2 separate regions of the Mus musculus genome follow, and region 1 is linked to region 2. A link is a contact called in public Hi-C data. All regions are on one chromosome and are shown on one strand. The core of a region is the stretch at or near the end of the contact, and the rest is flanking DNA. Distances in the headings are between cores, read along the strand shown. Region 1 overlaps Rsph9 (radial spoke head 9 homolog (Chlamydomonas)). Region 2 overlaps F630040K05Rik (RIKEN cDNA F630040K05 gene).

Evidence for each region. A called contact is a pair of places that touch in the nucleus more often than the background predicts.
Region 1: a Hi-C map of bone marrow-derived macrophages shows a contact between it and region 2, with 24 read pairs. The contact joins two enhancer-like sites. A contact is called at or near these places in 15 of 39 promoter capture datasets (the 3T3-L1 cell line, the C10 cell line, the HPC-7 cell line and 11 more), 1 of 15 datasets of contacts at CTCF or cohesin (the NIH/3T3 cell line), 3 of 484 Hi-C or Micro-C datasets (Sertoli cells, bone marrow-derived macrophages and embryonic stem cells), 18 of 115 datasets of contacts at active chromatin or transcription factors (bone marrow-derived macrophages, cardiomyocytes, craniofacial prominence and 11 more) and 4 of 9 other capture datasets (adipose tissue, liver, macrophages and 1 more).

The regions. Positions count from the first base shown.
Region 1 is chr17:46,128,352-46,134,772 of GRCm38.p6, forward strand. Rsph9 (radial spoke head 9 homolog (Chlamydomonas)) reads right to left here. Exons shown (of 5, transcript NM_029338.4): 5 at 919-1,147. The coding sequence ends at 987. Mrps18a (mitochondrial ribosomal protein S18A) reads left to right here. Exons shown (of 6, transcript NM_026768.3): 6 at 154-557. The coding sequence ends at 298. Among named protein-coding and RNA genes, the nearest start is that of Rsph9, 13 kb to the right of the region's middle. Within about 2 kb of position 4,015, at least 23 of the 459 cell types and tissues checked have an H3K27ac peak or open chromatin away from gene starts, as enhancers often do. A contact at or near this core is called in bone marrow-derived macrophages, where this site is marked.
Region 2 is chr17:45,750,653-45,757,328 of GRCm38.p6, forward strand. The region is part of intron 2 of F630040K05Rik (RIKEN cDNA F630040K05 gene); the gene reads left to right. Among named protein-coding and RNA genes, the nearest start is that of F630040K05Rik, 19 kb to the left of the region's middle. Within about 2 kb of position 1,594, at least 134 of the 459 cell types and tissues checked have an H3K27ac peak or open chromatin away from gene starts, as enhancers often do. A contact at or near this core is called in bone marrow-derived macrophages, where this site is marked.

The DNA of each region.
Region 1 (6,421 bases), core at 2,765-5,264, 380 kb after region 2:
CCCAGCCCATCTGTTTACAAAACAGCAGTCCCCTCCCCCAAAAATGCTTTGCCTTTTGAGAAAGGAAAACTGGTGAGGGAGGCAGCACAGCCCCAGGGGGCAGTGTCCGGCTCTTCCTGCCCCAGCAGGCAACCTCTTGTGTTCCCACTACAGCTATCTGACTCGCTGGGCTCCCAAGTCCGTCAAGCCCATCTATAAAAAAGGCCACCGTTGGAACAAGGTGGGTATGGCCGTGGGGTCACCACTCCTGAAAGACAATGTCTGCTACTCCAGAAGGCCTCTGAAGATGATGCATTAGTGGGAGCAGGACTTCTGAAGAGCTGACTAGAACCGTCTAGAAGATGCACTTGCTCCTCCCACCAGAACCATTATCCTCCACAACAGCACAGAGAACTAACTTCTGTGCCTTGGATCTGCCCAGCTGCAATGTTGGAAGCCAAGGGCAGCCAGGAGCTGGATCTCCTGGCCACTGTGGTCTTCTGCCTGGCTGGGGCTGAGGTTGGAGCAGGGACGGGAGCCTTACCCAAGGCAATGTAATAAAGCAGGCTCTTGGCTTCCCCGTGTGGTCAGTGCTTAGAAATGTGGGGCCTGTGCATAGTAGGGAACTGCCTAATGGGCCCTGTCAGTGGACCTGGGGCAGGTCCATGTGCCACACAGGTCCCATCGTCTGCTGACGGGCACCACACTGCAGTGAGGGCCTAGTGACTGTCAGTTACTAGCAGCTTTCAGTTGAATCCAGGAATTTGAGCGGGCCCCTAACTGCCCCTTCACACCATCTCCACCCATCTACACTTGATGCCTCCTCCTTCATTAGCTCATCCCAGGCCTCTGCTTCTTGGTTCAGAATTGTTTTCTGGCCTTTCATAGCCAGGTGACTAGATTGCCAGAGGGACAAAATGACAACAATCAAGACAGAACAAAAAGGCCCAACAGTTGAACTTTATGAAAGAGTGTTTCGACCCCACATAAATATCCAGCCTGCCTTCCTACAGCATGAAGGGCAAGTCCATGTTCTTCTCTCCTGTGCCTACGTAGATGTAGCCATAGTTCTTGGTGCGAGGAGCGTGGTAGAAGGTGAGGCCTGGCCAGAGCAGGCTGCGCAGCACCACCAGTGCGTTGCCCCTTTCCATCTGGATGCTCCAAGACCCTGGATGGGAGGGACAATTGAGGCCTGGCACTGAGGTGCCACTGAGAAAGTTGCTGTGCTCCTGATGGTCACAGTCACTTGCTCATGACACAGGGAAGGGAGCAAGTGTAGAGGTGACTTCAGGGACCCACAGATGGTGTGGCTCCCTTTCCTTGCTTCAGGGTAAATCACTGACCTTGGGCCTCTGCCCTAAGATCGATGAGACAACCAGGGGCTCAAGCTGAAGTTGGGCCATTTCAGGCCTCCACCTCAGTGGTCTGCCCAACTGCTGATGGGTGGAGTCATGCCTGGTAGGAGGAGACCTCGGCTGCTGAGTCTGCCCCATGCTACTCAAGACGCCAGGCAGCTCAGACCAGGCTAGGCTGTGCAGCCAGGATGACTTGGCTGGAAGGGCCTGATCCAGCTCCAAGGGAGGGAGCCGCTGTGTGGGAGGAAGGAGCCTGGGAAAATCGCCTCTGGATGCAGATCTGGGCTTCTATTCCCCTGCGCACAGAGGCCTCTCCCCCAAACCAGCCACAGCCCTGCTCTGGGCCCTGCCAGGAAGGCAAATAACTTTTGAAGGTTTTGGTACAGGACCAACCAGTTATGCTCAGAGGGCTGATCTGGAGCCTTCATCAGTTGCCAGCTCAGCCCCGGTGCTGGCTCCCACCACTCAAGCTTCCCGCAGCCTACCTCCAACCATGGCCCACCCTGGTCACTCCACACCCAGCAGCCTCACGATTCAGTCAGTTTCCACCCTCCAGAGGCCACCCTGCATCAGAGAAGCCTATCCCCGTGTAGCTAGCTGCCTGCCCAGGTCAAAACCAGAGCTTTCTGGAAGCATGGAGGTCCTCTGCCCCTGGTCCTGACTGAGCCATGCACAGAACAATGGGGTGAAGGCCACACCATGGGCCTATCGCTTGCTCTAGGCCCCAGTGCCACCGCCAAGGAATCAAAACATCAAGTGAAACAGGCCCCGGTTGGTACGACACCTAGCCAACAGCTGTTCTTTGGGCACCTGAGAACCCTGGTGGCTTTCTTGGTCACAAGTCTCCAGGAAACATTGCTTGAGGGGAGACAAGGATAGAATGTTACAGAACAGTGTCCCAGGCCCTGTGTTTTATCCTTGGCAACAAAAAGACCCAGAAATATACAGTTCTCTAGCCTTAAGTCCCATTACTGGGGCCCAGAACATCATTTGGACAGCTTTCTACAGAGACCTAATCCCTCATTGCCCTTGGAGCCCACAGCTACACAGCCTCTGTGAGATAAGCAAGACCAAGCTCTGATTGCCCACCCAGGGAGGCTGGCTTGCAGCGTCCCTCACTCAGGCGCTAGCCTGGAGAAAACAGCCTAGGGTCTATCCCTAACCCCACTGTATCCAGATATCTATCGATTCAACCAACAGCATGGTGGCATGGGGCCCCTCAGACCAGCATGTCTGCTCACCTCTTACTTCGAGGAGATGGGAAGCAGAGGCTGAAATGAGTAGCCCAAGCCCAGCAACATGGGTAAACTGTGAGGAAGTTAAAAAAATACAAATACAGATGCCAGTGAGGGCGGGACCAAGCAAGCCAAAGGGTGCTGAGTTGCAGCATGCCAGGGGCCGGGCTCTCTGCCTTCCCGCGCAGCCCCGGCATCGTGTTCTTGTCCTCTCAACCTCCCTGGTTCAGTCAGCTCATCATCTGGGACACACACCATGTTCCATTCTCTCTCTCTCTCTCTCTCTCTCTCTCTCTCTCTCTCTCTCTCTCTGTGTGTGTGTGTGTGTGTGTGTGTGTGTGAGCAGACACACAGTGTGTACCTGACACCTTCACCTCCATCTCAACTGTAAATATGGAAAAACCAGGCCCAGACAACTGTGGTAGTAGCCCTTTGAAGGAATGATCCAGTGGATCAGTTCACAGCCCCAGGCCTCCTCAGACCTGGCTTCCTCTCCAGAGACCTGTACTGAGACTGGGGAGAAGATCCAGCCTGGAACTCAGCAGCTGAGCCTCTGCAGTTGGCAGGAGGTCTTCCTGGGTTTCCCAATGCCAGAGAGAGTAAGGGCCAGGCTCAGGTCAAACTGTCGAGGGAGCAGCAGGTATCCTACGTCTCAACCCCTAAAGGTCATCACACTAAGCAATGGCCGGGAAGGCCTGGGTAGATGGCTCAAAGCTAGATTTGATTCCCAGCACCTACGTGATGGCTAATAACCATCTAACACCAGCGCCATGGTGGCCTCCATAGGCACCAGGCATATGTGTAGTACACAGATATACATGCAAACAAAATACCCATACAGGTAAAATGAAATTTAAAAAAAAAAAAAAATGGGCTGGTCAGATGGCTCAGTGGGTAAGAGCACCCGACTGCTCTTCCGAAGGTCCGGAGTTCAAATCCCAGCAACCACATGGTGGCTCACAACCATCTGTAACAAGATCTGACGCCCTCTTTTGGAGTGTCTGGAGACAGCTACAGTGTACTTATATAATAAATAAATAAATCTTTAAAAAAAAATGGCTGTAAGTTCCTGAAAGCCACCATTCTCTTTACCACAAGGTAGAGTCAATCCTCTCAGAGTGGGGACAGAGAAAAAGGACACCCCTGGTGCAGCCTCCAATATAAGTAAACAATGGGGTAGGGGTAGGGTCCTCTGATCGCTTCTAAAAGACGTAGGAGCCATCTGCACGAACCCCCATAAAGCTGATGCCACACTGCCCATTCTCTTCAGGCTCCCTGTCCTCACTAACCACCAGCAGCTTTTAAAGGTCAATTTCTTGGCTGCAGGACTCTTGCTGCCCTCTGCTGCCCAAACTGGGCACTGCACTGAGTACTCTTTGTTGGGACCCCGGCCACCTGCTGCCTCTGCTGCCTACTCTGTGCGCACCCCCACCCCATCCTACCCTCCAACATCTTCCAGTATAACTTCTGTTTTTTCAGCTTCTCCTGGTTGCGCTCAAACCTTCCTGACTTAAGAGCGTTGTCTTTCTCATTCCAAGGGCACCAAAAGAACTTGGCACGCAGCAGCTGCTCCATGCTCTGCTGACAGAGCGGAAAGGTTAAGGAGTATTGAATGGCAGAGTCCAGGTGAGGAAGCTGGCTGCCCTGCGTACTGCCCCACCTGTCTTCCGGTGCAAGCCCGCAGCCAGGAAGTCTTAGCACTCATCAGGAGGAGGATCTTGCCAGGGATCCATCCCTACAAAACTTTCCATCCCAGGACATCACACAGCAGCTCACTGCCAAGATATTAGCCTCAGGCAATATCCCTCTCCATTCTGTTCTCTTCCACTCAGAGAGAAGCTGTGAGCTCTGGGCTTATCTCTGTGGGCACAGGGAACAGAGACCCCAGGACAAGGCCCACTTCACACCTGCTTAGAGGTGACCTGAGCCATCTTGAATGACTGCTTCAGACTCAGAAAGCAATGTTCCTCCCTAAGTAGAAAGAGCTAAAGATCTACAGACTCCACCCCTCTAGCCAGGCATGGTATCCAAGGGTTCTAGTCCTGACTCTGCACAGGTCATCACCACTGCATCTGCTAGGCAGGAGAGGCGCCCAGCGGCTCATTCAGCTCTCACTAGAAGAGTCTGGAAGGAAGCCAGAGTGTGTCTGATAAGGAGAGCCATCCCGGCCTCGTCATTCTCCTTCTGTTGCCAACGAGTCCCAGAAGCCACCTCCCCATCACTGTAAGCCCACACTCAAGGTGACTTGGCTCAGGTGCCTCCGTGTGGTGGAACCAGCTGCTCAGAACCATCGTCCCTAGCCCTGTGAGTCGCCCTAAGACAGGAACCTGCAGGTTTGCTTGTCCCTTCTCTGTCCACCTGTGAACACTGCCTTCTGATCACGGGCCTTCCCTTAAGCCTCCTTAGCTCTTCCCACCAAAGCTTGTCAGGAACCTGGAAATTATATATGTGTACATATAAAATCCATATTTTGGCTGAGTGGATGGCATGTGTCTTTAATCCCAGCACTTGAAAAGCAGAGGCGGGTGGATCTCTGCAAATTTGAGGCCAGCCTGGTCTACAGAGTGAGTTCCAGGACAGCTAGGGCTATACAAAGAAACCCTGTCTCAAATTTAATAATAATAATAATAATAATGTTTCATATAGCTCAGCTGACCTAGAATTTACTATGTAGCCAAGGATGACATTAAACTTCTGACCCTCCTGCTACATAATGACGGGGAGGAGGGCTGGTACCAAAGTGGGTTGGATATCAGCAAATAGAGAGTTATCAAAGGACATAGGAAATAGAATGATGATAGGAAGGAGAAATAAACCTAAAAGGTCTAATGTAAAACATGGTAACTGTAGTTCATGATGAATATATACGGATGCAGATATATATGGATTTAGACATATAAATGCAGATATATTTGAGGTAGGGTTGTGCACTGAAGTCCAGGCATCTGAGTCCTGGGATCACAAGTCTGCACCACCACAGTTGACTTTCCGTTATGCTCCTGGACAGTGCAATAGCAGACAAGTGTGCTCCTGGGGGGAAGCTACCTGAGCTAGACTCAACTGTTAGCCTCAACTGCTCGGGTAGCTTATACACACACACACACACATATACACACACACACACACACACACACACACACACATATACACATATATATATATACACACACACACACACATATACACACACACACACACACACACACACACACACATATACACACACACACACACACACACACACACACACATATATATATATATACACACACACACACACATATACACACACACACATATATATATATATACACACACACACACACACACACACATATATATATATAGCTTTACCCATTAAAGAAAATAAAAAGATTTTTAAACTTAAAATACCGTGGGAGCAAGGTGGCTTATCTGTTAAGGTATTTACAGCCAAGCCTGACCATCTGAGTTAGAACCCTGGAGCCCACAGAGTGGAGGAGAGAACTGACTACTCCACGAGTTGTCCTCTGACCTCCACATGCCTTATGGCATGCGCACACAAACAAATCCATCAAAAAAATTTGACTTGCCAGGCAGTGTTCATGATAAATACAGCTTTACCCATTAAATAAACGCCTTTAATCCCAGCACTTGGGAGGCAGAGGCAGGCGGATCTCTGAGTTTGAAGCTAAACTGATCTACAGAGTGAGTTCTAGGACAGCCAAGGCTACACAGAGAAACCCTGTCTGGAAAAAGCAAAACAAACAAAAACAAAAAAACAAAAAACATTAAAAAACTGGTTGAAAAAAAAAAGCTCAGAAGTGCATTAAAAATGATAACAACAGCAACAACTGCTAAAATCTCGAGAGA
Region 2 (6,676 bases), core at 344-2,843:
CTTCTACACGCACATCCCAGGCCTCTCTGCTCCTCACCCTCCACTGGTGTAATAATGTGGCATGCACAGAAGAGGCGTTCCTTGCCAGAGTCTCCACATCAGCCAGGTGAGGAAGGGTCTGCTCTTTCCAGGTAAGGGTCCCAGACCTAGAGGGGAGCTCTACCTGGGGGTCCACCGGAGGAAAGGCTGTATCATTTAATGTTTGGTTTACATAAGATGCATGTTCTCACTCATGTGCTTGAACCCTGGAGGTAAGCACTCCTGGGGTAATGCAATGGTTAAGCGCTGGGAGGATCCCAGTCTTGTCTCTTATTGATCTACTAGCTTTCCACTTCCAAGGTCATCACAGTTCCCAGATGGCTTCTGGCACTCTAGCCAGCATGAAGGACAAAGACATCCTGAAATAGGAGCTCTCCCTTCTCTTTATAGGAACTTCCTGGAAGTTGTATTTACTTCTTTGTAGGAGAAACAGCAGGCCTCACTGACAAGGTGGTGGCTGCTTCTGCATAAAGTCAGGTGCTGCGCAGCCTCCCAGGTAACTTCAGCATGAGGGCCAAACTGAAGTCTGCCTGAGAGCCTAGAGAGTGGTGACACAGACAATGACAGCCAATGGGGAACTGCCACTTGGAGGACTCACTTGCTTGGTACCAATGGGATGATGGTGGAGGGTCTAAAGGGCGCTCCCTGGGAATTAATAAAGGTGCTTGATACTGCGATCTCACCTGCTCCCCACTCCCAGAGTCTGATCCAAGCTGCCTCATCCCCAACCCCCAAGGGCAAGTATGGTTGGGCAGTCCAGGGTGCAAAGCAACATTTCTTATATCCCATTGATTAGAATTCAGTCATCCAGCCAAACCTAGCTGCAAGGGAAGCTGGGAGGATGTAGTTTTGATCTTATGTGCATCTGGCTAAAAAAAAAAAAAAAAAAAAAAAAGATGAGGTTCCTCATCTTTCTTCTTCCTCTTCCTCTTCTTTCTTCTTCTCTTTATGTATATAAGTACATTGTACCTGTTTTTGGATACACCAGAAGAGGACATCCTATCCCACTACAGATAGTTTAGAGTCACCATGGTTGCTGGGAATTGAACTCAGGACCTCTGGAAGAACAGACAGTGCTCTTAATCACTGAACCATCTTTCCAGCCCATCCATCTTCCTGTTTTTAACAACATTGATTTTTCTCCCTTCTCCAAGGTCTTGGTTTTCCTGATACTTAGTGTTTACTGCCAGAATTGTGAATGGCAGCCATGTAAAGATAGGTACGTCTACCCTTATCTCATGGTAGACTGATAAATAATAAATAATTATTAATTAACTGACCTTTTTACAGTTGGGCCAGTTGAACTCCAGAGAGGTTGGGTAATTTTCCTTAGAGCACACAGCTGGGCTGGGAGCCCAGTACCTGTCCTCCCCTTTTACTGGTGCCCACTGTAGGGGTGGATGTGCTGGACCCTCATTGGGTTGGACAGGAAGAACTGGAATGGCCTGAGCCCTAGGAGGGGGTGTGTCTGGAAGCCGAGGGCAGGCAGGGGTGTGGCCTTAGGCACAGGTGTCTTCTCAGCACTTACTCAGTGCATGGTCAGCGACACGTCTGAACAGGGCACTGACGGGTTTGGGGATTTCTGCTGGCGCCAGATGCTGGCCACTGTAGCCACATCCTCAGACGCCACATTTCCCCAGATGAATGTCCGAGACCTAGTGGTGAGGGAAGGCAGATATACGGGACAGCTTGGCTCACTTTCCCTGTCTCCCTCCAAGCCACCCTGGTGATACTCACTGCCCCCTCTGAGTGTGTGTGTCCATGTGTATGTGTCCATGTGTGTGTCTGTGTGTCCATGTATGTGTCTGTGTCCGTGTCCGTGTCCGTGTGTGTGTGTGTGTGTGTGTGTGTGAGAGAGAGAGAGAGAGAGAGAGAGAGAGAGAGAGAGAGAGAGAGAGAGAGAACGCTCTTTGTCTTCGCTTCATGAATGTGCAAGCAGGGCATCAAGTCCCTGCTAGGCTGCTTGGTGGGGAAGTGGAGAGACTGCAAACGGTTGAGAGAAAAAGTCTAGACGCTAGGCCTGAGGAAGCCCATCTGGGCTATGCCTCTACCTCCGGGTAGGACTGTCCTTGCTGACCCCCGATATAAGGTCATTGCCCTGGCCTGGTGTGGAGAAACTCTGCGCGTAAGTGTGGTTACTGCAGCTTACATTACTGTGGTTAGTGATGTGGGTCTCTGGCCAAAGAGGAAGAGCTCAGGAGCTGTGTGAGTCACAGCTGGCGGACTACAGCGGGGTGTGTTGGGGACAGTCCTGAGACGCAGATGTGACCTCTGCCCTCGGGAGGTCTGGCCAGATGTAGACAATGAACAGAAAGCACTGTTTGAGGCTGGAGGCCCTCCCCTCCTCGAGAAAAGACCTTCCTGGTTAACTGTGATGAAATTTCTCTGGGATTGATCTGCAGTTCTGGCAAGATGGGCAGATCCGGCCAGGTCTGGGCAAGGAGCACCTGCGAATGCTGTACCAGGGACGGGACATGGCAGAACGCTACGCTGCTGTTAGAGTCTTTACCCACTCAGCAAGTGTGCCAGGTGCTCAGGGAAGACTGGCATCAAGCAATTTGCACAAATAAAAACCATTACAAACTGTAATGTGCTGGGAAGGAGAACCCCAAGTGGGTTCTGGGAAACTCACCAGGAACTTGGATTACCTGAGGTTGGACCTTATATTGAAGCTGACCTCCTGCCTAGCTGGGCTCTCTCTCTTTCTCTCTCTCTCTCTCTCTCTCTCTCTCTCTCTCTCTCTCTCTCACACACACACACAAACACACATGAACACACACATACACACAAATACTCACACACTCACCCTCACAGATACACACACCCACACACACTTACTCATACATGTACACACACACATTCGCACACTCACTCACTCACACATGTACACACTCACACACACATACTCACTCACTCTCACACATACTTAAATACACTCACACCCACTTACTCATACATGTACACACACTCACACCCACTCACATACTCATACACACATACACTCACACACACACATATACTCACACACACTCACACATACATATAAACACTCTCACACACACTCACGCGTGCTCACACACACTCTCACACACATACACACTCACACATGTACACACACACAACTGTCAGGTAAAGTCAAACATTTAAGTGACAACTGTGATACCATCTGTTTGGTCCGTTCAGAAGCTTCCTACTTGCATGGGCCATGGGCTGTATCTGTATGGCCAAGGCCCTGCCCTAGGCCTGGCATAAGGAGGTACCTGGGATTTGGGAGGACTCAGAATGCCACCAGGACTCTTCTGTCCACCCCAAAATTAATGTTAGGACGCTGGAGATGAGGCACAGGGGGTTATGGACCGTCCAGGAAGGCTCCAGGGATGAGTAGGGATGGGCCTGGAAGGGCTTGAACTTAGACGAGGGCTCAGCATGATGGTAGTGGTCCAACTATGGGATAATGAGGAGGAGGCTGGAGATACAGAGGGCAGGGCAGATTTGGGGTAGCAAGCAGCCCTGTGCTGCATATGCTTGAGGCTGGCCTTCAGGCCAGCACTGTTTGTACCCTGGATGGGCATGCAGGGTAATGGTGGGTTTCTGTCCCACCCTTAGTCACATCATATGACCCTCTGGGGAGGGGTCTGGGCTGATCCAGAGCTGAGAGCTTCCTCCCCACCAGCCCTTCCCCGGCCCTGGCTCTGCATCACTAGGAATAGTCACAGATCACCCGAGGGTACTTAGCAGAGCTGATCTCCCTCAGCCTTGGGTCTCTGTCTGGAAACTGACGTCCCTACCTCCTGTTGCTGGACCCATCTCCAAGCTCTAGTGCCTTTCTCTCGTCCTGTTCATCAGCCTGGTTCTCGCTACACTAAGACCAGGCAGGGTCTCAGTAGGGTGAGTTGCTCAGGGGGCATCTCCGCTCTTGCCAGGAGCTCATCTCCCTCGTAGCCCCTCCCCTGCTGCCGACTGTTCTTCAGGGAGAAGGCTCACTGGCAGAGTGGCATGCTGCCCACCAATGGGGGCCATGCCAAGCGTGATGTGATGTGTGCTGATCCCTCTCCACGCCTTGCTGAAGACCAGGGGCTGATGCACCCGCAGGCTGGGGAGCCTGGGCGGTTCTCCCATCGTCTCCCTGGGGGAGTATATCACAGTGAATAGAGGGCTCCCTTGTGTTATGGGTGGAGGGGCCAGTCCTAAAGACTTTCCTAGACCCCTTATGTCTGGTCTTGTGCACCCAGTTTATGGGAGCTCTGAGCACTACTCAGGCTGTCATGTTAGCTGTAACCCCAGTGGGTACAGAGGGGCCTTGGGGTAGCAGGGCCCCACTCCCAGCATACTAAAGACAGTTTCCTGCTGTCCTTTGCATAACTCTGTCTGTTGAGGTCTCAGGTTCCAGGAGAGAGTGTGAGGGGTTTTAGGGACAGGAGAAACAGAGGCATTGTTAAGTATGGTACCAGTACAATTTGAAGAGTTCCTTTCTGTTTTCCTTCTGTCTGCGATGGATTGTGCCAGGCAAGAGGAATTCTGGAGATCCTGGGACAGCCCATCTTTCTCAGATATAGATTCTTTTGTTTTGTTTTGTTTTGTTTTATTTTTTGGTTTTTCCAGACAGGGTTTCTCTGTAGCCCTGGCTGTCCTGGAACTCACTTTGTAGACCAGGCTGGCCTCGAACTCAGAAATCTGCCTGCCTCTGCCTCCCGAGTGCTGGGATTAAAGGCGTGCACCACCATGCCTGGCTTCAGATATAGTTTCTTGAGATTATAATGCATTGAGGAGAGGAGAGGTTTGGGAAAGCTCTTTGGCTCTGCATGTTGAAAAGGTCCCCCAGGGATGTTAACATCAGTCACCAAGGATCACACTGTATTAAGAACAGATCTCAGATTCTGGAGGTGGGCAGATCCAGTTCTGGCTTCTCTGCTCTCAAGGTGACTCCGGACGGGCCGTGATGCCTCACCTTGTCATGTGTGGCAATGGGTTATCAATATTCCCCTTGAAGACCAGACTGGGCAGTCACAGCTGAAGACTAGCGTCAGTCTGTGTATGGTGGCACAGCCTGTAATGCCCGGGAGGTAGTATGAAAAGGAACTCAAGCTTCAGGTCAATATGGGATATATAATGAGACCCTTTCAAACAGACAGACAGACAGACAGACAGACAGACGGACAGACAGATCCTCCCCCGCCCCAAACTAATGAGGATTTGGCTCGGCACACAAAAGATGCCAATAATAATGGCCGTCCTTGGGATGCAGCTTCTCCTTTGCTTACAGTGGATTGAAGCTCGTGGTCCTCCCATGGCTGGGAGACCCTGATGAGGTGCGGTGGTGATTTTGAGATAGGACATAAAGGTTGTGTTGGGAGATGCTCCAAGGAAGCTGCAAGTGCCGGGCTACAGGAAGGACTGAAGATCTCCCCGATCCACCAACGCAGGGACTCTGGCTTTAAAAATAATAACCTAAACCAGATGTATGTGCCAGCTACCAACCTGAGGCCATTAATCAGTTCAACTCCCAAAGGGGAATGCTGGTGGATGGGGGCTGTGAACTGTCCTGTGGGTGGGAACTGAACCTGGATCCTTTAGAAGAGCAGCCAGTGCTCTTAACCATCTCTCCAGCCCAGTCCCCAGTATAAATCCGCCACCGAGGTTCATGTTTGTAATCCCAGTGCTTAGGAAGTAGAACCAGTGATTCGGGGTTACAAATGGCAGGTTTGAGACCAAGTCTGGGCCATTTGAGACCCTGTCTCAGAAAAAAGAAAAAGGCAGATCGGTTACCTTACTTTACAGACGGAGAACCCGAGGTACAGAGAAGCCGAGGCTTCTTCTTGGGGTCACACAGCTCGGGTCTGGGCTTGAATCCAGGCAGTTTGGCACATCATTGCCTCGAGCATGAAGCTCCCTGGGAAGAAAGATGTGCTCTCCTCTGTGGGTGTTCTGGGACTGGCTGGCTGGGCTGGGCTGGGCTTTGGTATTGTGGTGGGAGGAGGTAAGTCCCAAAGAGAACTCGCTTCCTCTAGACTGCCCATCCTTCCTGGGCTCCGTTGCCTTCTGTGGTTGCTGGTTGTTCTCTGTCCCCTGCACTCCTTATCTTCCTTGGGGTTAAGTTTTGCTTTCTCCAACTGTGAGCATCTGGAACCCCCCCCAGGAATGGTGCCTGGGCTCTGTGTGCCCAGGCTGCCACAGGCTTCAGATCAGAGAGAGCCATAGAACTTCAGGCTCAGCTTCACTCCAAGGCCCAAGGCCTTGGTACTTGGCTGTTCTTCCCTCCATCCAGGGTGGTGGACACTGGGCACCTGCCCCCTCAAGTGCTATTTATGACCTGGTAAATCACTCAGCCAATCCTCAGGCTTAATGAGGCCCAGAGCCCCGCCACTGCACCCCAATTAACCGCAGCATCTGTTTCCCTTTAGCAGAAACAGCGTGGCTGGTGATGGAGAGCCCAGAGTAGGGTGTCGTGAGGTGGGCTCAGAAATGACTTACCACCCACACTGACCTCTGCGATGCTCAGAGCACAGCTCCCCCACCCTCACAAGAAACCAGCAGATCTCCTTAAACACACACTTATATATGTCCTCCTCATTAAAGCAGGCTAGATTGAGTTTTTTTTGGGGGGGAGGGGTGTGACTCAGAGGGATTTGGGATGCCC